2 separate regions of the Mus musculus genome follow, and region 1 is linked to region 2. A link is a contact called in public HiChIP or PLAC-seq data. All regions are on one chromosome and are shown on one strand. The core of a region is the stretch at or near the end of the contact, and the rest is flanking DNA. Distances in the headings are between cores, read along the strand shown. Region 1 has its middle 5.5 kb from the start of Gm36031. Region 2 overlaps LOC108168726.

Region 1 (7,579 bases), core at 137-2,636, 180 kb after region 2:
TACCTGGTTGTAGTGAAGATTCCAGTCTCAGTGGGATTCCCTACCTCTTACATGGTAAACCCACCTATTAGCTAGGTCATTGTGTATTCCCTTGTTTGGGTGAGACTGGCTACTGTCCTAAGTAATCACTCTGCAGACCAGCCCTGAGCTATTCTAGCTTCTTCTTTGTAATGCCTACTTTCAAATCTCTACTAGAAGTAAATTTGAATGTTACTGAATAGGTAACCTTTTCACTGAATTCCTACTGAATTCCAAGCTCGTTAGTTCGTTGGCTTCAAGGATTTTCTAGGACGTTGGAACACTGGTGGAGGCTTACCTATGTCAGAATTCAATCTTTAAAGGCACTTATAATAAGATAATACTGAAAGAGAGCACATGGATCCATACATCAGACTAACACGGGGATAGGGTATGAGTACACGGGTTATGAGAATGCCAAGGTTCCAGGAGGTTGAGTTTCCTTGAAACTCCCTGCCTCGTGAGTGCTCCCAGGCCTCTCGGCCTGCCAAGCAGACTTCACTGGGGTAGACGGAGCAGTGTTCGCCTCCCCGGGTTATGTGTGAGGTGGTTAATAAGCATAAGTAGTTACCATTCTCGTATTTATCTATGTTTTGTTTCTATGCTGTTCAAGCTAGGCAGGGCTCTGTCACCGGAATCCTATGCCATGAAGGACTGCAGAGCCCATGTCACCAACAGATTACAGATCCAGCAGTAACTTGTATGATCTTAAACTCAGATGTCTGTCTCCAGATTCCTCTTCTGAAAGTCTGTCCACATTGGCCTTAAGAACTTCAAGCACCATTTTGTGGGCTAACACTCCACTGTGCCCTCACTTAGAGAAAGCACACCGAAGCCATGGTTCAAGGCAGAGACATGCTGACCCCTCCTCATTTTGTGGGAGCAGTCAATCAGGACAGTCCTGTTGGCACAGGAAGGAAAGCTTTAAGGCCAGGTCAGAGCCAGGCCATGCCTTGCAAAGTCATTTGGGAAGCCAGAGGAACCTAGAACAAGAGGAGAATGTTTGAGGGGTGAATTCTGTCGGGGCTGGAAGTTGGTGTTTTTCATGAAAGTCCTGGCATGAGTAGTTGCTCAATAAATAGTTTCCTTTTTGGCAATATTGGAACTTGAACTTGTGCTTCTCACATGTTGGGTGAGAACTCCATGACTGAGTTCCAGCTCCATCCCTTCATTTCCTGTTAAACAATAGATGCTCAACCGAAGCCCAACCGGAAGTCTAGTGAATGTTGTTTTTCAGCAGTGCGCAGAGGACTGGGCCAGTCACACTGAAGGTGGAGGGTCAGGAAGCAAGGCACACACAGCAGGCAACTTGGTCCAGAAGGAGTCAGCGCAGGGGGTGAATGAGAGTAAGTAGCTTGTAGGAAGCGAGCTCTCCCAGGGACACAGCGCAGCGCAGCGTTAGGTCTCCCTCCCTGTGCCGGCTTTTGACATCAGGACTCAGCAGCTCTGAGTTTGATCCTTTAGCCTAGGACGCTCATACCTATCGTTATAAGTGATTGTGAATGAGGCTTAAATAAAGTAATAAAACCGACTCCTAGCTAGGACCTAGCCCATACAGACCCTCAGCGCAGGTGGTTGAACCTGTTTGCAATGGCCTTAAAATGATGCCGGATGCTGCCACCTACTGGGATCCAGTGGAACTTTTAAAATATTTTTTAGCTAGAATAATAATCCACGTGTGTTAGTTTGTTGGTGGTGTTATTATTTTCCTTACTGGTCTTCGTCTCCTCACCACCCCAGGCCCCTAGTTTTCTGCTCTTGTCTGGCTGAGGTATTTACTGAATGAATAGTAAGTGTTGTTTAAACCTGTCCGTGTGGTATCCAGTTTCTGCCTCCAGAAGAGTCCACTGTATGAATCTCAGGGCTGCTGTTTACTATGAGGCAGGGGACAGCGTCTGAGCTTCCTGACCTTCAGTTTTCCTGGCAGGCTATAAAATGGCCTCCATCTGTTTGGAAGAATGAGTTTTACTCATTCATTTACTCATTCATTCATCCAGCGAGTGAGCTTTTAGGAGGAAGGGGAGTGTCAGTCTGCAGAGGAAACAGATGGTGCATGGGGAGGGGCACCCCACACACCCATACCTTGCAGTGATTCACGGGAGACTGATTGCCCCCATCCGCTGTCTCTCTTCTTTTACTGTATGAGAGTCATTTCCTGAAACACAGATCTCCGCTTATGATGGCCTCACTTCAAATTTGTCACTACGTTGAAGGCCAGTCTGCCTATCATGGAAACTTTGGTCCTATTCAAACTGGTCTGCTCTACCAAGCTACTTCTGGGTTTCTGAAATGGTAGTAGACAACCTTTACCACAGGTTAGACATTGTGCTAAGTGTTTTATTGGATAATTGTTATAGCTTCCCAGGACATGAGCCTTATGCCTGTTATAATCGTGGAGCTATAACAATAACGTCAAGGGACATCTTCAAGGAGAAAGCGTGGCTTTGGTTCAGTTTCAGATGTCTCAGATTAGGGTTCCCAGCTCTATTCGATTCCCAGCTGGTGGGGTAGAACATTATGCCAACAGGAACCTGTGTGTCTTAGTTTGGGTCTTGTTGCTATGAAAAGACACTATGGCCAAGGCAAGTCTTATGAAAGCAAATATTTAATTGGGGTTGGCTTACAGTTTCAGAGGTTCAATCCATTATCATCATTGCAGGAAGCATGGCAGCATCCAAGTAGATGTGGTGCTGGAGACGGAGCTGAGAGTCTTGATTTGAAAGCAGTCAGGAGAGACTGTCTTCTGCATTGGGCAGAGCCTTAGCATAGGAGGAGTCCCCAAAGTCCATCCCCATAGTAATACACTTCTTCCTAAAAGTGCCACTTCCCATGGGCCAAGCATATTCAAACCACCACACTGTGCTAGAGACTACTTATCTCATGGTGGATGGGAAGCAGAGAGGGGACAAAGAACTGGGGACAAGTTAGAACCATCAGAGATACGCCCTCCGTGACCCACTTTCTCTAACTTGAATTGGTCTCCCATAGTTTCCACAGTCTCCATAAGGAGCCCTGCCAGCTGAGGGAGAAATCTTGAACATGTGGACTCCTGGGAGAACTGTTCATATGAAGACCATAACACTCTTAGTCAAACAGTTCAAATCCAGGTCTACCCAGCTGCAGAAGACATCCCCGAGCCTCTCTGCCACAACTGCCATATAGCTGTCTGCATCTGTAGCCTTCTCTACACAGCTGGCACTCTGGCCTTTCCACTCCTTCCTGGGCCTATGACCCCGCTCAAATACCCCATTAACACTGCTACTTCTAACGTGCACACAGTGCTTATGCCCTCTTCCCTGGGAGCCAACCCTACTGCCATGCCCCATCATGAATGTTAGAGATCCTTCATGGACATGTGTACCCCCTCGGCACATGGGGAGAGTCTTAGAAACACACATAGACTTTGAACTGTCAGGACTTGCTGAATAAATGAGAGGGCACAGGAAAAAGTATTTGAACGGTAAGATATCAGAGAGACAGAAGTCAGATGCACTCAATCACCCTTCTGCATAGAAACAGATCTAGGAAGTCATGTACTAATTATGCACAGTATTGTTTTTTTCACTGACTTTAGGTCACTGTCTTAGTCAGGGTTTCTATTCCTGCACAAGCATCATGACCAAGAAGCAAGTTGGGGAGGAAAGGGTTTATTTAGCTTACACTTCCATACTGCTGTTGATCACCAGAGGAAGTCAGGACTGGAACTCAAGCAGGTCAGGAAGCAGGAGCTGATACAGAGGCCATGGAGGGATGTAACTTACTGGCTTGCTTCCCTTGGCTTGCTCAGCCTGCTCTCTTATAGAACCCAAGACTACCAGCCCAGAGATGGCACCCCCCCCTCCTTGATCACTAATTGAGGAAATGCCCCATAGCTGGATCTCATGGAGGCATTTCCCCAACTGAAGCTCCTTTCTCTGTGATAACTCCAGCCCATGTCAAGTTGACACAAAAGTAGCCAGTACCATTGACCCCTTGTCAACTTGACTCACAAACACATCACTAGTAAGCCTCAACCTTTAGTTTCTTAATCATCCCCAAGATCTAAACAACTTTAAAAGTCCCACAGTCTTTACATATTAAAAGTTAAATCCTTTTAAAATATCCAATATCTTTTAAAATCCAAAGTCTTTTTTACAATTAAAAGTCTCTTAACTTTGGGATCCACTAAGATATTTTCTTCCTTCAAGAGGGAAAAATATCAGGGCACAGTCACAATCAAAAGCAAAAATTAAACTCCAACTGTCCAATGTCTGGGTTCTAACTCACAATCTTCTGGGCTCCTCCAAGGGCTTAGGTCACTTCTCCAGCTCTGCCCTTTGTAGCACCCACCTTGTCCTGTAGTATCCAGATGCCTGTACTCCACTGCTGCTGCTCTTGGTGGTCATCTCATGGTACTGGCATCTCCAAAACAATGCATGACCCCTTCAGTCTTGGGCCATCAATTGCAATTGAGGCTGCACCATCACCAATGACCTTCCATGGCCTCTCACAGTACCGAGCCTCAGTTGCTCTGCGTGACCCCTTCATGCCTTCAAAACCAGTACCTCTTGGGTGACCCTTACACATTACCAAGTCCTGCTGCTGCACGAGGTACAACTTTGGCTATCTCTGGAACACAGCCTCTTTGTGCTTTCAGAAAACACTTCCCAGAAGATGTCACCTCAATGATGCTGGTCTCTTCTTAATCACTGCTAAATTCTTAGCTCCAGCTAACCAGCATCAATATTCCCAGAAATGCAAAGGTTTCACTTAGTAGTTCTGGTATCTTGTTAACCACAGCTGATTCTTCAGGCCCAGCTAACCAGAACCACAGAAGCATCCCAATCAAAACAGCAATGGCCCTGAAAAGAGTCTTTCATTTTCCTTTTAAATTTCACAAGCCAGGCCTCCATTTTCTTCACTGTTCTCAACATTATCTTCCAAACTCCTACACAACATCCCACAGAGCTCTTAACACTGAATGGATCTTCTAGCCCAAAGTTCCAAAGTCCTTCCACAGTCCTCCCCAAAACATGGTCAGGTTGTCACAGGAATACCCCACTGTTTTAAAAATAATTTAAAAGTAGAATTATGAAACACTTTTTTGCTATTGTAGCTATTATTATTATTATTATTATTATTATTATTATTATTAATTGTTATTATTATTACTTCAAGAGATGGCTAAGCTCACAACCAAAAATAAAAAACGTAGAAGGCATCCAGATATTATGGGTGATGAGATGCCTCAAAGGTTAAAGTACGTGATGCTGGAGTTTGAACCCCTGAAACCACTGAGGTGCCAGGTGGGTGTGGCATCTTGACCACAGTTCCAGCTTTGGGAAGGAGATGGATTTCCAGAGCAAGCTGGCTGCTGAGACTAGCTATAATGGCGAGCTTTGGCTTTGACTGGAGTTGACTCCCAATATCAACCTCATGCACCCATCTTCACATAAATCCACACATATACAGACATACATGTATGCAAATGTACAGCATACTCACACGTATGTGAGAATGGTAAAGAAAAAGTAAAGCATTAAAATATTGAATAATTGGAGAGAGTAATATGGTGGTTTCTAGACATGTTTGGGAGGGGAAGTTGGGATAAATAAGTCAAAGTACACAAATACGCTGGGTAGAATTAACAAAATCTATGTGCGTAGTAGAGACAGTAATTAATAAGTCTTCTTTATAAACAGAAATTTGCGGGGTATTTTGAGATATTTTTATTAGTTATGTATACAAAATGTCACTACAGACGGTGACATATGTTCATTTACTGAATGGCAGTGATTATTTCACTGTGTATTTGCATGTCAAAACATCATGCTACATACATTACATATTTACAATGCAAATAAATTCGAACGTTATTAAATATGTGGTGATAAGTATATATGTTTGCCTTATGAAGAGGAAAAGGTTTCCTAAGTGCTTGAAGATTCCTGCATTCTGTTGTTACTTTTCCATGTTTATAAAAATTTTACTATAAAAATTTACTTTAAAAAATGAAAACTAAAAAGTAGTGTCATTAGCCTTCTAGAGATTTTTATGCTTTTAAAATTTTATTGAAAATAAGAAGTCTCAAATAAGATGAAGAAATATTCTATACTGTGGGCCAGAAGCTATTCTCTCCAAATCAGCATTGTATTCAAAGAAAGCTCAGTGTGGTTTGTGAGTTTGCACAGCTCGATAGGCAGACTCTAAATTTAATTTAATTGCAGCAGGTAGGGTCAAGGACAGCTAAGGGGGAAGTAAGGCCTACCAGATGCCATTGGTATCCAGTATAAACTACAATTGATATTTGTCCCATATCAATGCAGAAATTTTAAAAATAGAACAATGAGTTGATATTTATAGGGGATGGAGGGAAAGCTCAGTGATTAGGACCATGGCTACAGGACCCAGGTTCTATTTCCAGCACCCACATGACAGCTCATAACTGTCTGTAATTCCAGGTCCAGGGGATCTGATGCCCCCTTCTGGTCTCCGGGAGCCAAACAGTCATGCATATGAAATTGTTAAAGGCATATTTCTTAGATACTGTACTTGAATATATAACTTAGGTGATATTGCAAGTCAATGAAGAAAGACTGACGTATTAAGAACATTTAAACACTTATCTAAGTGAGAAACATAGAAGAACCTATTTCATTTTATATACAAAACAATTTTCAGGAGGATATATACACAGCTATAAAAGTATCATCTCTTAAGTTTGGCAAAGGATAATGTGATTTGAACTAGGAGGCAGTCATCTCGCTCAGGTCCTTGGGGTTGGATGCAGCATTCACCATGGGGAGAGATAAGGAACCTTCTTAGTAACTTCAATGCTCTGTTTCTCAGCTTTGGTCATGCGTTCCTAAGCTTTTGCTTATTATTTATGATATAGCAAAAGACCTGTGCACTCTTCTGTAAAAGGAAATACTTCATATTATAAATTTCAAGTGATGAATTCTCAGTGAAACCCTGTGATTCATGATCTCGATTATAAATCTTGGTCATCCACGAAGCAGACACTAATATACAGACACAAGAAGGAAGTAAGCCAGGTGTATTCTCAATGGAATAGTCTGGAAAGAACGCTCTCCTCACTCGCTAATGGAGCTCCCTTTCCCACTGCTCGTCTGCCAACATTTCTAGTGGGACCCAACTGTCATCCCTGCATACTGAAGGAAATGCATGTATACTGTCCCGGGGACAACGGAGAGACAGGATGCTTGCATCTTGCAGCAGCTGGATTTAGATTACATTCACTTTACAACTTGCTTATTTTTAAGTCACTATGACTAGCAATACTGGCAGTAAATGTGCAGTCTGTGACATTTAGCATTGCATCATGATTTCCCTGTGGCCCCTAAGGATGTGGCCCAGGGAACCATCCCCTAGTGTAACAGTTCATCAAGGTTTCACATATATGGGCTGGTCCGAGGCCCCCCAGCACGCATGTAGCAGAGGACTGCCTTGTTTGGCCTCAGTTGGAGAGAATGCTTGAGGCCCCTTGAGGGGATTGGCAGTCGGGGTGGGGTGGGGAAAGGGGAGCGGGGAAGGGAGGAGCACCCTCTCAGAGGCAAAGGAA
Region 2 (7,683 bases), core at 527-3,026:
AGAGAAGGAAACCACGGAAGGGGTTAAATGGTCTGTAGAGGAGCCAAGAGTCAAACCCTGATTTTTTTGATTCCAGATTTTCTACTCTTCCTACCTTAGCACATTAGGCGTCTGGCACCATTGTGAGCTGACTCCCTACAGTGAAATCTTTCTTGACCCTTCTCCTTGGGCCAGACCTGATATTTTACATATATCAGACGATAGCACAAAACATGAAGTCTTTCTCTCTGCTCTCTCTCAGACTGCTTTCTCTGGGAGAGGCCAGCTGCTGGGTCAGGAGAACACACAGCCAGCTCTTGGAGAGACACATACAATGGGGGACAAGGGCCTCCTTCTACCAGTGAGCCAAGAAGTGACCCATGGGGAAGCCAGAGTCTTCACTACCATTCTGAACAGTCCGCACAGGAAGCATCTAGCTCAGTGTTAGATGACCTACCAAATCTTTGTCTTCGTCTCTTCTCCTCTCTTCTCTATCCCTTTCTCTTATTTCTTATTTTTTTCTTTTAATCTCCCCATTTAATTTTAACTTCAACGACTTTTATTTTCTAAAGGTGCTCTTCAGTTGGTTGTTTATTGGTAGGTCACCTCTCCTTGGTTTGAGACTTCTCCCTGAAGGTATTACCAAATCTTTAATATTTCCCCACATCTGATTCCTTAGATCATCTGGGTCTTTTTGAGTCCCATGTCTCCCTTTTCTCTTGTGTCCAAAGCCATGTCAAGTGTCTGTTGGTCCTAGCTTTCACCCTTAAGAGAAGAGGCAAAAACAGAGACTGGGAATTCTAGGGTGTGCCTACTTATTTATGATGTTACAGTCGGATGATGGGCACACAGAGGCCTTCCTACTGTAACCATCCATCAGCAATGGTTGCCGGTCTTTTCTCTGGTTTAGCTCTGTGAAAGGATCCTTCATTCACTCTTGAGGAAGAACTTGGCCACATGTGTGAATAATCTGATGACCATGGAAATGTAACACTGCACCCCTCAATTGAAGGAAGAGAGAGGAATTTATAGCTAGTTCCTCCAAAGTGAAGCACTCCTTTGTGGAAGGAGGGTGAAGGTGCAGAAGTACCAGGAAGCCAAAAGGATCCCTTCCAGGAAGCTCAGGAAGTTTAGGAAGTTCAGGAACTCCATGAAGGTAACAGGATTCACAAGGGTATGCCCTAAGTTTATAAAAGTAGCACATGGTTTGAAGGGATGATACTGATCTATACTTCAGCAGCTCAGAATACTTCCAGCCACCAAGTTCTAAGCACAAGTGAGATTTATTACCCTGGAGAGGCAAGCAGGGCAGTTGGTACAAGTTTGGGCTCTGCCTCTGGGACAGGCAAAGGCAGACAGCAAGCAGACAGCAAGCAGCAGGGTTGTTGTTGTTTGTTTGTTTGTTTGTTTTTTCAAGCAGTGAGTTTTTTAAGGAGAAAAGGGAAGTCTGTGCTAGGGTAAGTTTGTAAGTCCTGTTTAGCCAGTATAATCAAAATATGAATCTTGATAGCTGGACCTTGGAGTGTTAGGAATAAGGAAGTGGCCAAAATAAGGAAATGGACCTTGGGGGCTAGCTTTAGGAATGGAATCTTGACTGATTAGCACGGAAGAGGGAAGGGGAAAAGAGAAGACCTGCCAACTCCATGCTTGCTGTGTCGGGCCTATCAGGGAACCCTTCACAGTTGTTCAAGACGATGCTAATCTTTTGTGGAGCTGCCTGCAGGACAGAGCTCTAGGGCCTCAGCTGTTGTGAGTTATCAGCCAGCCTTTTAGGTGCTGCGGTTGTCTTCGAGTCACCCATCTTCTTGTGAGTAACTCCTTACTCATTTTCCTGAAAGTTAACCCAACAGACTCATCACTTCCCTGGACTTGGACAGAATCAGTTCTTTGGTCTGTCGTGAACATATCTACCAAGGAGAAGTCATAAAACAGAGTTTATTTTCAAGGACTGCTATAATCGTATTCCTCTGACCTCTAACACTATTTTGAGATGGAAAGGAAACATTTCCCAGATTTTTGCAGTCAAAATAGTCTTTAAAGTCGGTTTGTTTGGATAAATGTTCAATGTTTCAAATTTGCCTTATTTTCCCCAACTCCCCATCCTGGGAGTGAGTCTGATGTTCAGGTAGGATTGTGGTGCTGGTTCAAGGCTGTGAGTTCCCTGTGACACCATCTGAATTTCCTCTGCCTTCTATCAAAGACCGCCAGGCTGGATGTCATAGACCACTGAGGTGTGACAGAAGGGATTTTTGAGCCACCCTAGCCTGGGTTTTATAGTCCCAGCCACTTTTATCTTGTTTTAAAATTCTAGCTACTAATTCATTCTGAGTCAAGATCTCTACCAGCCATCATTTCCTCTTTTCTTCTTCCCTCCCCTCCCTTCCTCACCCCTCTTCCCCTTCCTTCTTCTCCACCATCATTTCTTCCTCTTTTTAATTCCTTCCTTCCTTCCTTCCTTCCTTCCTTCCTTCCTTCCTTCCTTCTTTCCTCTTTTCCTTCCTCCCATAGAGGGTTTCATTATGTAGAGCTAGTCGGCCTGGAACTCATTATCGAACAGGCTGACCTTGAACTTACAGAGATCTACTTGCCTCAGATTCTTGGTCCTGGGATGTGCTCCTTCCTTCCTTCCTTCCTTCCTTCCTTCCTCCCTCCCTCTCCCTCTCCTCCTTTCTTCCTTCCTTTCTTCTTCTTCTTCTTCTTTTTTTTTTTTAACTTTTAACATGTTGTGTTTCCAAAGAGTTGATATGGAACAGGGAAAACCAGCATGAAGCCTGACTTTCCCTGTACCCCACTTTCTCATTGTAGAAACAGCAAGGGATCAGCATGAGCCCTGCCCTCTGTATTTCAGTGGGCACCCTCAACCCTCACCTTGGAGCCAGAATGGCGCATGATTACAGTAACCTTTTTGTGTGAGGAATCACCTGCTTTCTGTGTTACACTGTCCATACTATAAAGCAAACACACTTATAGAGAAAGCTTGCAGACTTCTGTGGAATCCCTGGGCCATGGACAGAAGCATTGTGCAGACATTTGATGCATGTTGTCAGTTGCAGAGAAGGGTAACACAATAATCCATTATCTTCCATTACCCTAATGTGGTTTGCTTAACCCAATTAGCCAGGTGAGAACATGGATTGTAATGAAACCCTAAACCTGTACACTGAGGCAAATCATAGCAGGGGATTGGTGTTGGGGAGATGACATGGAGAAACAAGACCACCCTGAAACTCCATTTCCTAGGACTGGGCTGTAGCAGAAATCCAGAAGACAGGAAAGAAAGTGCAGGAAAAAGATAGGAAGCCTTGAGGCTGTGGTTCTCAACCTTCCTAATGCGGTGGCCCTTTAATACAGTTCCTCATGTTGTGACCCACAGGTTGGGAACCACTTCCCTAAGATGCCCACTGAACACAGTTTTTAGTGACCACCGCTCTTAAGGAAATTGCTTAAAGCAAGATTGCCAAACAAACCCTTACTTGGGTTCAAGTTCTTTCTGATCACGCCAATAAAAATAACTTCAAGGTATGCGAGCATGCACACACACACATACACACACACACACACACACACACACACACACACACACACACACACCCCTCAGCATCTCTGACAGTTTTGCACCCTAAGCCTTTTTCAGCAATGTTGCGACCAGTTAGGTAACTCATTAAACCTTAGATCCTGTGCCAATGATCTTAGCTTCTAGTCATTTCATTTGTACTTCTTTGACCTTTTATTAGTAAAATAAGTCTGTGGAGCTCTGCATAAGTGTGTATGTATTATGGTTGTACATTTTTCTGTTCTGTGTGCATGTGCACATGTTTGTGTAGGCCAGAGGTTGTCGATGGGTGTCTTCTGAGATAACACTTTCAACTTCATTGTCTAAGGCACGATCTTGCAGAAAGCCAGAGCTCTTGGACCTTGCTAATCTTAACCTAGCCAGCTTGTCTTAAGGGTCCTCTGACTTACCTCCCCAAATGCTGGGGTTACAGGTGGTCTATCATGCTAGACAGGCATTTAAATGAGTGCTAGGGACCCAAACTCCAGTTCTCAAACTTGCAAGGTAAGTGTTGCAGTCACTAAGCCACCTCTCCAGCCCGAGTCTGTGCGCTTAGGTAATGCTGACCAACTAAGGGTTCAAAGTCTTGTTTCTTAACTCGGTAAACACAGAAGTGGGTGTTGGTAGGGATTTCATACTCTTTGTCAATAATTTGTGAATTTAAGCATCAGACTTCCTCAGGAGAACCCATGTGGCCACTAGAAACTAATCAGAATCTGAGGTGGGGCCTAGGCTTCAGTACTGTTTATGGATTCCTCTGTAAGTTCTTTAAATGTATAGACTTTTAGAGAAATCTTGAGTGAACAGAGGGTACGTTTCCCGTAATGATCCATGAGCAGTGCAGATACAGTAGGGCTGGCTAAAGTCCAGACTGTTTTAGAACTCACTCGGAGGAGCCTATTTTCTGTGTCTAGTCTTCAAAAAAGTTGTTTTTTTTTTAAATCTCTTTTTGATTGTTTTGGGAATTTTATCCCTGAATTTAATGTGTTTTGATTAATCTATCGCTATTATCTTTCTTCTGACTCCTTCTTTATATATCCACTACATACCTTTCACCTACCAATTTCATGGCTCTTAGAAACAAAGAACAACTCACTGAGTCCACATAGTGCTGCCTATGTGTGCTTGTGGGTATAGGAGCACCTACTAGTCCAACAGCCCACATTCCCAAGGAAAACTGACTCGACCTCCCCCAGTAACCCAATTGTCAAAAGCTTCTCTGGGTGGGATTTTTTAGTTGCATATGAGTCCGCGTGTGGGTTTGTATACAGAGTATAGCACTCTCAGAAGCTAGAAAAGGGCACTGGATCCTCTATAGCTGAAGTTATAGGCAGATGTCTTAGAAGCTGAGCTCAGGTCCTCTACAGTAGTGGTATGTACTCTTAACATCTGGGCCATCAGCCATCTATTGAGCCCTCTTCTGTGTGCTTTTGATAGCAACACAATGTAAATTCATGGGATTGTGTTGGATAATTTAGCTGCTTTAAAATTCTCCTGTTCCCCACCCATTTGATTCCTCACACCTGCCTTCAAGGCTACGGTAACACCTATTTGTTTTTTCCTTTCCAATTTTGTATATAAGGTCATGTGAAGCATAGTATTTCAGTGGACAAGGGACTAGACATACACAGTCTTAGAGTTCACATTACCCAGTGCACCACAGCCATTACAGTCTTTGTGAGATCTGTTTCACATACGCTTGTGGTGATGCTGGTGAATAAAGCTTCATGTGGGGATAGAGAAATGGCACAGCATACACAGTTATGTGTAATAAATGATGCTTGATCATGATACAGACTGTACGGCTGGGTATGTACTTGTTATGCTATCTGTTTGCACTGCCTTTCTTGGGTGCACTCCTGTTTAACAAAATGTTTATTATGGGATACTCTGCGGTGCTATGCTGGCAACAGCTTCGTGTGTCTCCTATTGATTGGGTATCTCGATGGCTTCATTTTTCTCTTGGGATTGCTTTAATCTTATACCTTTCTGCTCATCGTGACCCTTAAGCACCAAATCTCCAGCACTAGTGTTGCCAGTATGAGCTGGCACTGAGTGGCTCACCTGCAAATGAAGCTAACATTGATCAAGGACTATGAAAGTGGAAAAGCAGCTGTGGGTCCTGTCCAGTCAGGTATGCCCCACCCCACCAGAGCTGTGATCCTGAAGAGCAAAAGCCAAGTAATAGAAGCTGTGAGAAAGGATTTGCTTCATTGAAAGCAATGAGACTGGCAGAAATTCAAGGATATGAAGAAACTTCTAGAGACTTGCATTTAGGACTAAACAGCATCTCATCAACATGGCGATGAACACAGCCAAATCGAAATGCTCGTTTGTGATATCGACAGAAACAGCTGCACCCAGCTATGATGCTACCTTTCCAACTAACTCTGGGTAGCTCAAGTGATTGAAGGATCATTCTTCATTGTGTAAAGGGAGAGTGATTTAGTGAGGGTCTCCCCAAGTCTGCAAGTGCTGACAGGAAGGCAGCTAAAGAAAATCTGGAACCTCTCCAGGAGTTGAAGGTGGGAAGATGGCTGAGCAGCACAGTCTTCATTGGGGAGAAGCCTCCTATGCTGTGAAGAGATGCTTGAAAGGGCTTTCATCTATAAGGGGTTCAGCCAATGTAGGTTTAAAAGATTTAGAGACAAAGACACAGTCTTGCTTGCGAGCTATGCTATTCAGGTTTTTTTCATCGCTGTAACAAATGCCCAAGTAACCATATTGTGTTTATCCATTAATGAAGTCAGAATCCTCATGAGCCAATCATTTTCCCAAATGCCACTTCTGAACTCTGCTTGCATCAGGGGCATGAGCCTTTTAGGAGGACAGACACTTCATGACCAGACCATAATAGGCATGATGTAACAGGCTAGATAGAGAGATTTTGTGATCTGGCTTAATGAGAATGTGGACTCCTCTACCCCAGATTAGTAGCTCACACTACTAGTGGAGCAATAAGAAATCAGGGCTGGTCCAGCATGTCTTCCAAGAAGCCCACACTCTCCTTAAATTGCCATAGCAGAAAAATGGAGAAAGAATGTTTGGAGAGCAACATGTTCTTCAAGATGTGCTTGTTGTTAAAAATGCTCCAGCATAGTCTCCTCTTACTAATGATCTTCATTCCAAGGATCTAGTAGCTTCCCCATTTAACAATAGCTCTTTGATCCAAACAATGGGCTGAGGAATCATAGCAGCTTTGAAGGTTGGCTACATGGGGAGAACCTTCATTACGGCTATTTTTACAAGTGAGGCAGACGCTCAGAAGACATTGATTAATTCTGGAAGAATAACAGAATCTATGACAACACTCAGTGCCTTGCCTGGGATTGAGGTAATGTCATCAGGGAGTATGTGAGAGGCATCTTGAGGAGGCATTCAAGAATTACTTGATGAAGACACATTTGCAAAACTCAACAGAGCTGTGGCTGAGATGATGAGCAATTTTAGTGGACAGGATGACATTGAGGAGCCCTGAGAGGTGATTTTGGATGACTGACTGACATTGTTAGAACTGTAACTGTGTAGTAAAGCAAGGGAAAAGTGAGATTTGAGGGAGAAGAAAAAGAGCTTCCAAGAAAACCCACAGTGAAGGGCTTAGCTGATTTTTAAAGACCTCAAATACTTTACAAAGTTTGAAGATGGGGAGGCTAAAGAGATGGCTCAGAAGCTAATGGCCCATGTGCTTCTCTTGCAGAGGGCCAGAGTTCATTTCCTAGCACTCATGCAGTAGCCCACAGACACCCATAACCCTGGTTCTAGTGCATCTCTGCCCTCCTCTCGCCTCCTCAGCACTACATGCCCATGTCATGTAAAACACCTGTACACATAAAATAAGTATAAAGAAATCTTAAAACACAGTTTGAAAACATTCATCTCAATCCAGAAAGGTTTTACTTATTGAGAAGAGTGTTTATCGAATGTTTATGGTCCTCTGTCTGCTTATAAACAGTTCAACCACAAAAACCAGAAAATAGCAAAGTAATCCACTGCAGGCATATCTCTGAACAGAATGATAATTCTTCAATAGCGCTCCAAGCACAAACTCTGGAGGGAGCTAGGAAAAGACCTTGTCACCTCAGAGATGAGTTTCATTATCCTTGAGGATCTCTCAGTGTACTGTGAAGGAAGAAGAGAGATACATGCTGTCG

The links. HiChIP or PLAC-seq counts read pairs in DNA pulled down with a chosen protein or histone mark.
Region 1: an H3K4me3 HiChIP or PLAC-seq map of bone marrow-derived macrophages shows a contact between it and region 2, with 5 times the contacts expected there. The contact joins two enhancer-like sites. A contact is called at or near these places in 2 of 15 datasets of contacts at CTCF or cohesin (embryonic stem cells and large pre-B cells), 7 of 484 Hi-C or Micro-C datasets (the HL-1 cell line, the HPC-7 cell line, effector CD8 T cells and 2 more), 1 of 115 datasets of contacts at active chromatin or transcription factors (bone marrow-derived macrophages) and 2 of 9 other capture datasets (adipose tissue and liver).

The regions. Positions count from the first base shown.
Region 1 is chr2:3,798,580-3,806,158 of GRCm38.p6, forward strand. No RefSeq gene overlaps it. Among named protein-coding and RNA genes, the nearest start is that of Gm36031, 5.5 kb to the right of the region's middle. Within about 2 kb of position 1,387, at least 59 of the 459 cell types and tissues checked have an H3K27ac peak or open chromatin away from gene starts, as enhancers often do. A contact at or near this core is called in bone marrow-derived macrophages, where this site is marked.
Region 2 is chr2:3,620,030-3,627,712 of GRCm38.p6, forward strand. All of the region lies in intron 1 of LOC108168726, which reads left to right. Among named protein-coding and RNA genes, the nearest start is that of Fam107b, 90 kb to the right of the region's middle. Within about 2 kb of position 1,777, at least 12 of the 459 cell types and tissues checked have an H3K27ac peak or open chromatin away from gene starts, as enhancers often do. A contact at or near this core is called in bone marrow-derived macrophages, where this site is marked.